Linked DNA regions of Hordeum vulgare: region 1 is linked to region 2. The links are chromatin contacts, called in public Hi-C maps. All regions are on one chromosome and are shown on one strand. Each heading gives the region's core, a stretch centred on a gene start, on an enhancer-like site or on the middle of the called end of the contact. The rest is flanking DNA. Distances are from core to core; before and after follow the strand shown. Region 1 holds the start of LOC123440160 (acyl transferase 5-like). Region 2 holds the start of LOC123444238 (glycylpeptide N-tetradecanoyltransferase 1).

Region 1 (3,682 bases), core at 177-2,676, 190 kb before region 2:
CAGAACTTGTAGGAGAACATAATTTATATATAGAAATACAAGGGTAATACTTATGCGGTGCACGCCTAAAATTGTGGGTGAGAGTTGGAATATTATAGCAGAATGGGCAAAACAATTTGTGCAAGCGAAAATACACTTGTTTTGGTTTAACTCATACTTACGTGGATGTAATAATAAAACTAATACAACACAGAGTATGGTACCTACAAACAAGATGACAACGGTGAGCACCAGCCAAGGTATACTGAAGAGGGGAATCTCTTCCACTTTCTGCTCCTCCCCTCCGACACCGACTCCTGAATTTACAGAAGGCAGAGTAAAATTCAGTGTGCACTGTAGTAGACTAGTTCCATTCATTAATCCTACAGAGTTCTCTTTGAGCGTCAACATTGCACGTAAAACGTAATGATGGCGGGGTAGTGGCTTGTAGCTCACCTATGGTGCCGAGACCAGCCATTGTGATGGCAATCCAGTCGAGGCCATTCATGACCTCCTTGAGGTAAAAGTGGGAGAAGACGCAGAGTATGGCGAGGCCGCAACCGGCAATCGGCTGCACGACAGAGACCTGAGGAGAAAAGGCAAGCGCCGCATCAGTCAACCCGCGGCGTATCCTGAGCCATTGAGTAACTGCGCGGAATCGGTCGAGAAACAGAAGGGGGTGGGGAAGCAGGCAACGCACCGGCGCCTGCGAGAGCGCGGTGAGCATGAGGGCGGCGCCGCACATGTCGAGGAGGAAGCCGCTGATCCAGAGCCTGTTGAGCGCGTAGCCCCGTATGACCTGCGCGAGAACGAATGGGGCGGCGTCATCCATCTAAACAAGTAGACAGCAGCGCCGGCATCCGGAGGGGACGGATAAGGGTGGGAGGAAGGGGAGAGGGAGGGAGGGAGGGTTGCCTTGAGCTTGAAGGAGAGGGGAGGGAGGATGAGTGTGCCCTTCTTCTGGAGGACCTTGCCGATGCTGTTGCCGGCGGCGCCGGCCAGCGTGAGCGCCACCGACTCCCACATCCCCGATCCGATCCGGCACCAGGCGCGCGCGCGGGGGGGTCTCCCTGGAGCTTTTTGGTGTGGGTGCGGGCGGAGGAGGAGGAGACCACGAGGGGGAGGAGCCGAGCCGAGCCGAGCCGAGGAGGTGGCGTCCGTCCTTTTCTCGTCGTGCCCGAGCGTGCCTGGCGGGCGGTGGCGCCGGTCGTGCCCTCGCTGGTGCCTGCCGGGTCGCGTCGCGTGTGCGGGAGGGACACTCGATTATTTTCTATTCTGCGTGTCCTCGATCGATTTCCTTCTCTTTGGGCCTTGCAGGCTTGGATGGGCCGCCACTCGCACATTCAGCCCAGCCCAGACCTCGCCGTTTATAAATACGCGTCCCGTGCCGCCCCGAACCCTCTCACTCACACACACACACACACACACACACACACACACACAACGGGCACGTAGCCACCCACCATGGTGTCGTCGATCACCCTGGAGAGGAAGTCCCGGTCGTTCGTCGCGCCGGCCGCGCCGGCGTCGGGCGAGACGCTGGAGCTGTCCGCCATCGACCGCGTGCCCGGGCTGCGCCACACCGTGCGGTCGCTGCACGTGTTCCGGCGCGACGGCGCCGACGACGGCGCCAGGCCGGCCGAGGTGATCCGCGCCGCGCTGTCGCGCGCGCTGGTGGAGTACCCCGCGTTCGCCGGCCGCTTCGTCCGCTCGGCGGCGGCGGCTGGCGAGGCCTGCGTCGCGTGCACCGGCGACGGCGCCTGGTTCGTCGAGGCCGCCGCGGGATGCAGCCTCGAGGACGTGAACGGCCTCGACTACCCTCTCATGGTCTGCGAGGAGGAGCTGCTGCCCGCTCCGGAGGACGGTGTTGACCCTACCACTATCCCGGTCATGATGCAGGTATATACGTACGTCATATTTACTTGCAGAAAATGTGTAGGCGGCAGCTAGCTGTTGGTAGCAGCGGCTGACAGGCAGGTCGCTGTTTAAAAATTGTCCTAGACGGTGCATGGTGTATATGCCACGACCACGATGCCCTCCCTCGTTTCACATGCATGCACATGTCCCCTCACGTTTTCTCTCTTAGATGGGCGCTCACTCTCCTGAGGTACACACACACCCTCTCTCTCTCACCTCCACCTGCATGCACAAGCCTCTCCCTCGCTTCATTGAAAAAAGCGTTTCTCTCACGGTTTCTCACTTCTCTAGAAACAAATGGCTGGTCTCGGCACCATTGGTGAGCTACAAGTCACTATACATTGATGTTTCTGTTTCAAGACACTCGGCGCAATGGCTGGTCTAGGCACCATATTTTACAATATTTGAAGAGATAAATCATGCTTTACATGTTGTTGCTTTTCTTTCCGCAATATAGATGTTGTTTCAAGACAGTATTTCTCTAGTGGATTTGTTTCTCAGACCAGTGTATGTCTGCACACAGTCAAGGCCCTTTTTCGCGACCAGAGAGAGTAGCTCCCAAAGGAACCAACCAACACTACATAACAGAGTGGTTGAACTGTGACACATATGATACTCCTATCCCCCCCCCCCCCCCCCCCACCCACACACACAAAAAAAACACATCTGATATACACTAACTAGGTGGAACTGTACCACATCCTGTTTTCTTTTTCTATTATCATACTGTACGTCGCGTTGTTGGTAGTGGAAGATAGAAAGTGCCAGCACCACATATTTCCAACAAGTGAAGCACCGACACATCACAATGGTTTAGGTAGTCTAGTACTGCCAGCCTACTATTTGTCTCTTCATTGACTCGAGTTCCATACAACCACTTCATCTGAATAACAGTAACGAACGTTATGGTTTCAGCCATGATATAGAAACTTTTTGCCTTGTCATTTTAACTGATGTTGCATGCATGTGTGCAAACTACTCCCTCCGTTTCTAAATATAAGTCTTTGTAAAGGTTTCACTAGGATACTACATATGGATATATATAGACATATTTTAGAGTGTATGTTTATTCATTTTGCTTCGTGTGTAGTCTTTTATCGGGATCTTAAAAAAAATTATATTTAGGAACACAGGGAGTAGACGCTTCCGTAATACCTTTCTCGTTCTTACTATGTCCATACCAGGTGACGGAATTCACTTGTGGAGGATTTGTCGTGGGCTTGGTAGCGGTCCACACCCTCGCAGACGGGCTTGGCGCAGCACAATTCATTAATGCAATTGCTGACTTTGCCCGCGGCCTCGACAAGCCTACAATGGCTCCTGTATGGGCACGAGCTGTAATCCCGAGCCCACCCAAGATACCTTCGGGGCCACCACCAACGTTCCAGTCATTCGGCTTCCAGCATTTTGTTACAGATGTCAGTTTAGACTGTATCGCCAGTGTCAAGGCTGAATACTTCCGGGCAATGGGTCAGTACTGCTCAACTTTTGATGTCGCCATTGCAAAGGTTTGGCAAGCTCGAACTCGGGCCATCAAGTACAGTCCTGAAGACGAGGTTAAAATATGCTTCTTCGCAAACACGAGACACCTTCTCACACAGGTTCTCCCAAAGGATGGGGGCTTTTATGGCAACTGCTTCTACCCAATTACTGTAACGTCTACAACGAAGGATGTTTCCATGGCGGGGCTACATGACGTGATCAAAATGATTAGGGATGGGAAGGCAAGGCTCCCTTTGGAGTTTGCCAAGTGGGCGTCAGGGGATGTCAAGGTTGATCCATATCA
Region 2 (3,878 bases), core at 297-2,796:
CAAACCATCACCTGTAGCAACCAGGAAAGACGCATACTAAACCAGCCACACAAGGAGTACCTGCTGAAAAAGTATAACCCAAACACAATCCTGAGCCTTGACCACCCTATAGAAGCACAAGCCCAAGCTCAGATGGCTTGATTCCATTGCGAATGCGATAATTGTAGAGATAATAGTGCAGCTGCCCATCTCCAGGGCCAAACTTGAGTTCCTTGAGGAACCCCTCGTTCTCCATGACATCGAGCGCATTGAACACATCATAGTTCTTCTGCTTGGCCACAATCAGTGCATCATTCATCAGCTGCTGCAACGGGGTCTTGACAGCAACATTGTAATATGAGTATGCAGCCTTGAGTGTTGAATAGTTGGCATTGTTCAGCACGGACGAGGGCAGAGTGTAAAAGCTGCAGAAATCTGTGACCTCGTGCGTCTCAGGGCTCTCCACAAGGTAGCTGTCCACCACATCCTCCTGGGGCAGCAACCAGTGCTCAACATCAAGCTCATCAAAATCTGGCGCCACCACGTACCTTGCAAGGTATGCCCTGAGCAAGCGTGTGACTGCTGCAACATCCCGCAACTCCATCTGGCGGAACCCGGGGGTAAGCGGCGCATCTGGCAGCTTGTAGAGACGGACGGTGCGGCTCATGGTCATGCGGGGACCAAGACGGGAGAAGCCAACATCGATGAGCTTCTTTGGGTTGAGGGATCGATGCCAGTAGCGGCATGTGGTGATGGGGGTCGGGAGGACGACACCCGCAGTGTATGCAGCCTGCCAGATGTTCTCCAGGTGGACGCGACGGGTGACCTCCCGGATGAGCACCGGCGCGAGGCGCTTGGATCGGAGCTTCTTGTGGACGCAGAGGAAGTTGATCTCGGCCATGCGGACAACGTCGTCGCGCGCACGGATGCGCGCGGGGACGCCGGATATGAAGGCGACGAGCTTCTTGGACTCCTTGGCCCGGACGCCAATGTGCCAGGCGCGGAAGAAGGAGGGGGGGCGGAGCGCCCAGCGGAGGAAGGCCGAGGAGTAGTTGAAGCGGAACATGTTCTCGTCGTCCTCGACGTAGTTGTGGGCGAGGAGGGCGTAGAGGTCGGCGAGGAGGGCGTCGTCGTCGAGGTCGCAGGTGAACCACTCGAAGGCGGCGGGGAGCGGGTAGGGGTCGGCGCGGACCTCGGAGAGCGGGGTGGGCGGCTCGATGGCGCCGTCGGGGAGGGAGACGTCGGCAACGTCGCCGAACTGACCCACGGGCTGCGTCTCCCAGAACTTGTGGCGGCGGGCGGTGGGGTTGGAGGCGAGGGTCATGTGCTCCTGCACGCGCCGCGCCAGCGCCTCGATGGAGGTGTCCTCCGGCGCCGCGGGGGCGCCGTCGCTGGTGGAAGCGCTGGCGCTGGCGCTGGCGGCGGCGTCGTTGTTGTTGGGGGCGGCCATGGCGATCGGCGCGGTGGGAGGGCTAGATCGGCTGTAGGGTTTGAGGGAGAGATTTGGGGGAGAAGACTAGGCGACAGGCCGGGTAGTGGAACGCGAGGCCACGGGATGGATCGGATCTGTTTATTGGGCTAGCTTTTCCCTTCCCTATTCGTAAGCGTGCCGAAGATACGTTTATTTATTTTTCTCCTCTTCTTTTCTTTTAGAGAAAACTCCTCCGAAAATTGCTTCTTGGAGCTTGGCCTCTATGAAGGCCTTCAAATTCAAATTTCATCAAAATCCATACTTATGGAGGCCTTTAAATTCAAATTTCATCGAAATCCATACTTTTACGTTTCAAATAATTCTAAAAAAATAGATATGCATGAAGCCATAAGCGCATCTCCAAGCCAAACCCACAAACCTCTCCAAGCCAAGCCAAACCAAGCGCATCTCCTCGCGTATCTCTTCTGCAGTATGCGGATGACACGATCATCATGGTTGAGAGCGATGACATCTCGAACCTGAAATTCTTCTCCTCTGCTTCCAGGAGATGTCCGGTCTCAAAATTAAATTCAATAAGAGTGTGGTCATGGTCCTAGGATACCCCCTTGTCGCGGCCAAGAGCATCGCCGACCGCCTTAACTTCCAGCTAGGATCCTTCCCCATGGCATACCTGGGAATCCCTATCAGCGACTCTCGCCTCTCGATGGCGGAGCTGCGACCTACGGTTGCCAAACTGTAGCATTGTATTGAACCGTGGCAAGGTCGCTGGCTCTCGAAGGCTGCCAGGACGGTCCTCATCAACTCCTCCCTGTCCAGCTTGTTGCTCTTCTTGATGAGCTTTTACATATTGCTAGAGACCCTCCACCACGAGATCGCCAGGGTCCAGACACGTTTCTTCTGAGCCGGCGACGGGGATAAGCAAAAGTACCACATGGTTCGATGGTCGGAGATATGCAAGCCGTGCAACCAGGGTGGCATGGGGATCATGTCCTCCAAGCGTATGAATATTGCTCTGCTCACTCGTTGGCTCTGGCGGATTTCAAGGGGCGAGGAAGGCCTTTGGATCCGCATTATTCAGAATAATTACCTGCGTGGATAACCTCTTGCCTTCTGCCAGCGGTCTGGGGGTTCTTAGTTCTGGCAGTCCTTAATCCAGCTGCTCCCAGTTCTTCGCATTGGGACCTCTATCGAGGTTGGCTCTCGCGCATCAACCTTGTTCTGGTTTGACCGCTGGGCCGGCGAGCCCGCCTTTGTTACACGTTTCCCAACCCTATTCTCTATTGTGGTCGTCCCACGAATCTCCGTGGAGGAGGCCCTCATCGACCTAGGGCGTCTTGCATTTAGACACCCTTTCGGGCCAATGGAAACGCTCGCCTGGCAGGACCTCCTGGAGTCCATCGCCCTTCTTGCGCCGGATCTGGATCGGCCCGGCGATCGCATCTCCTAGCGATTAGAGCCTTCGGGTTGCTTCACTATGAAATCCTTATATCAGGCGATTGCGCCGTGCCCGAGCCTCGAGCCTTTTGCGGCCCTCTAGGAAATTAGGCTCCCCTTGAAGATCCGGATATTCCTCTGGCAGTGGCTTCGTGGACGCCTCCCCTCTGGTGTTGTGGTCCTTAAGCGGAACGGACCAGCGAATGGCATTTGTCCGCTTTGTGCGACAGAAGAGGATTCGAATCACATCTTCTTTTCTTGCGTGTCCGCGCAATTCCTCTGGAGTTTTCTCCGTGAAGTGGTCGGTGGCACCTGGTGCGACACAAACTTCGTGACCTGCTCCCCGAACTTCAGGCTATGCCCACATCTTTCTGCCACACTAGCTGGTTGACGGTGGAGGTCCTGGCCTGGACGCTGTGGACTGTCCGTAATAAGTTTGTTGTTCAACGTGTTCCTCTTCGTCGTGCTTCTAACGTGGCGTTCAAATTTTGTGGATACCTGCAACTCTGGCGACCGCTTAGCCGCTCGCAGGACCGAGACGCCATCAACTCCATCATCTCTCATGTTCGTGCGATGGCTCTTAGATTGGCGTTGCCGCCCCCTCCTCCACCTCCGGAGCCGGATTAGAGGACCCTTTCGCAGCGCCGCCTTGTTGTTTTCCTTTGTTTGGACTTGTTGTGTTGTGCCCACAGTGTAACCTTGGTACCTTGTGTTGTAGTGCTAACTCCAGTGCGGCGTCTGTGTGTGTGTTGTGGTGACTGTTGTTGGATGTTATGGCTCGGTGGTTTGCTTTATCTATAAAGCGGGGCGAAAGCCTTTTTCGGTAACCTCTCGCAATGGTCCGGACCGCGGGAGCCATCCAACACGGTCTTGTATCGGTCCACGAAGCGGTTCGGACGTGATTTCTCCCACAAATCGGAGACAAACATGTGTGGGGGTGGGGGGTTGCGGGAGTCCACACCGCTACTTCGCATGATTCTGACCACCCTAGCTCATCAACCCCCTCCCCCCTCCCTCGCACGCTACCCCCCGG

Evidence for each region. A called contact is a pair of places that touch in the nucleus more often than the background predicts.
Region 1: a Hi-C map of leaf shows a contact between it and region 2, with 3 times the contacts expected there. The contact joins the promoter of LOC123440160 here to the promoter of LOC123444238 in region 2. A contact is called at or near these places in 2 of 6 Hi-C or Micro-C datasets (leaf and seedling) and 1 of 1 datasets of contacts at active chromatin or transcription factors (embryo).

The regions. Positions count from the first base shown.
Region 1 is chr3H:457,448,821-457,452,502 of MorexV3_pseudomolecules_assembly, reverse strand. LOC123440160 (acyl transferase 5-like) reads left to right here and starts at 1,426. Exons shown (of 2, transcript XM_045116732.1): 1 at 1,426-1,878; 2 at 3,081-3,682. The coding sequence starts at 1,444. It overlaps LOC123444239 (probable magnesium transporter NIPA9), which reads right to left and starts at 1,216. Exons shown (of 9, transcript XM_045120900.1): 1 at 895-1,216; 2 at 680-778; 3 at 436-565; 4 at 208-296. The coding sequence starts at 1,005.
Region 2 is chr3H:457,257,344-457,261,221 of MorexV3_pseudomolecules_assembly, reverse strand. It overlaps LOC123444238 (glycylpeptide N-tetradecanoyltransferase 1), which reads right to left and starts at 1,546. Exons shown (of 1, transcript XM_045120899.1): 1 at 1-1,546. The coding sequence starts at 1,429. The coding sequence ends at 107.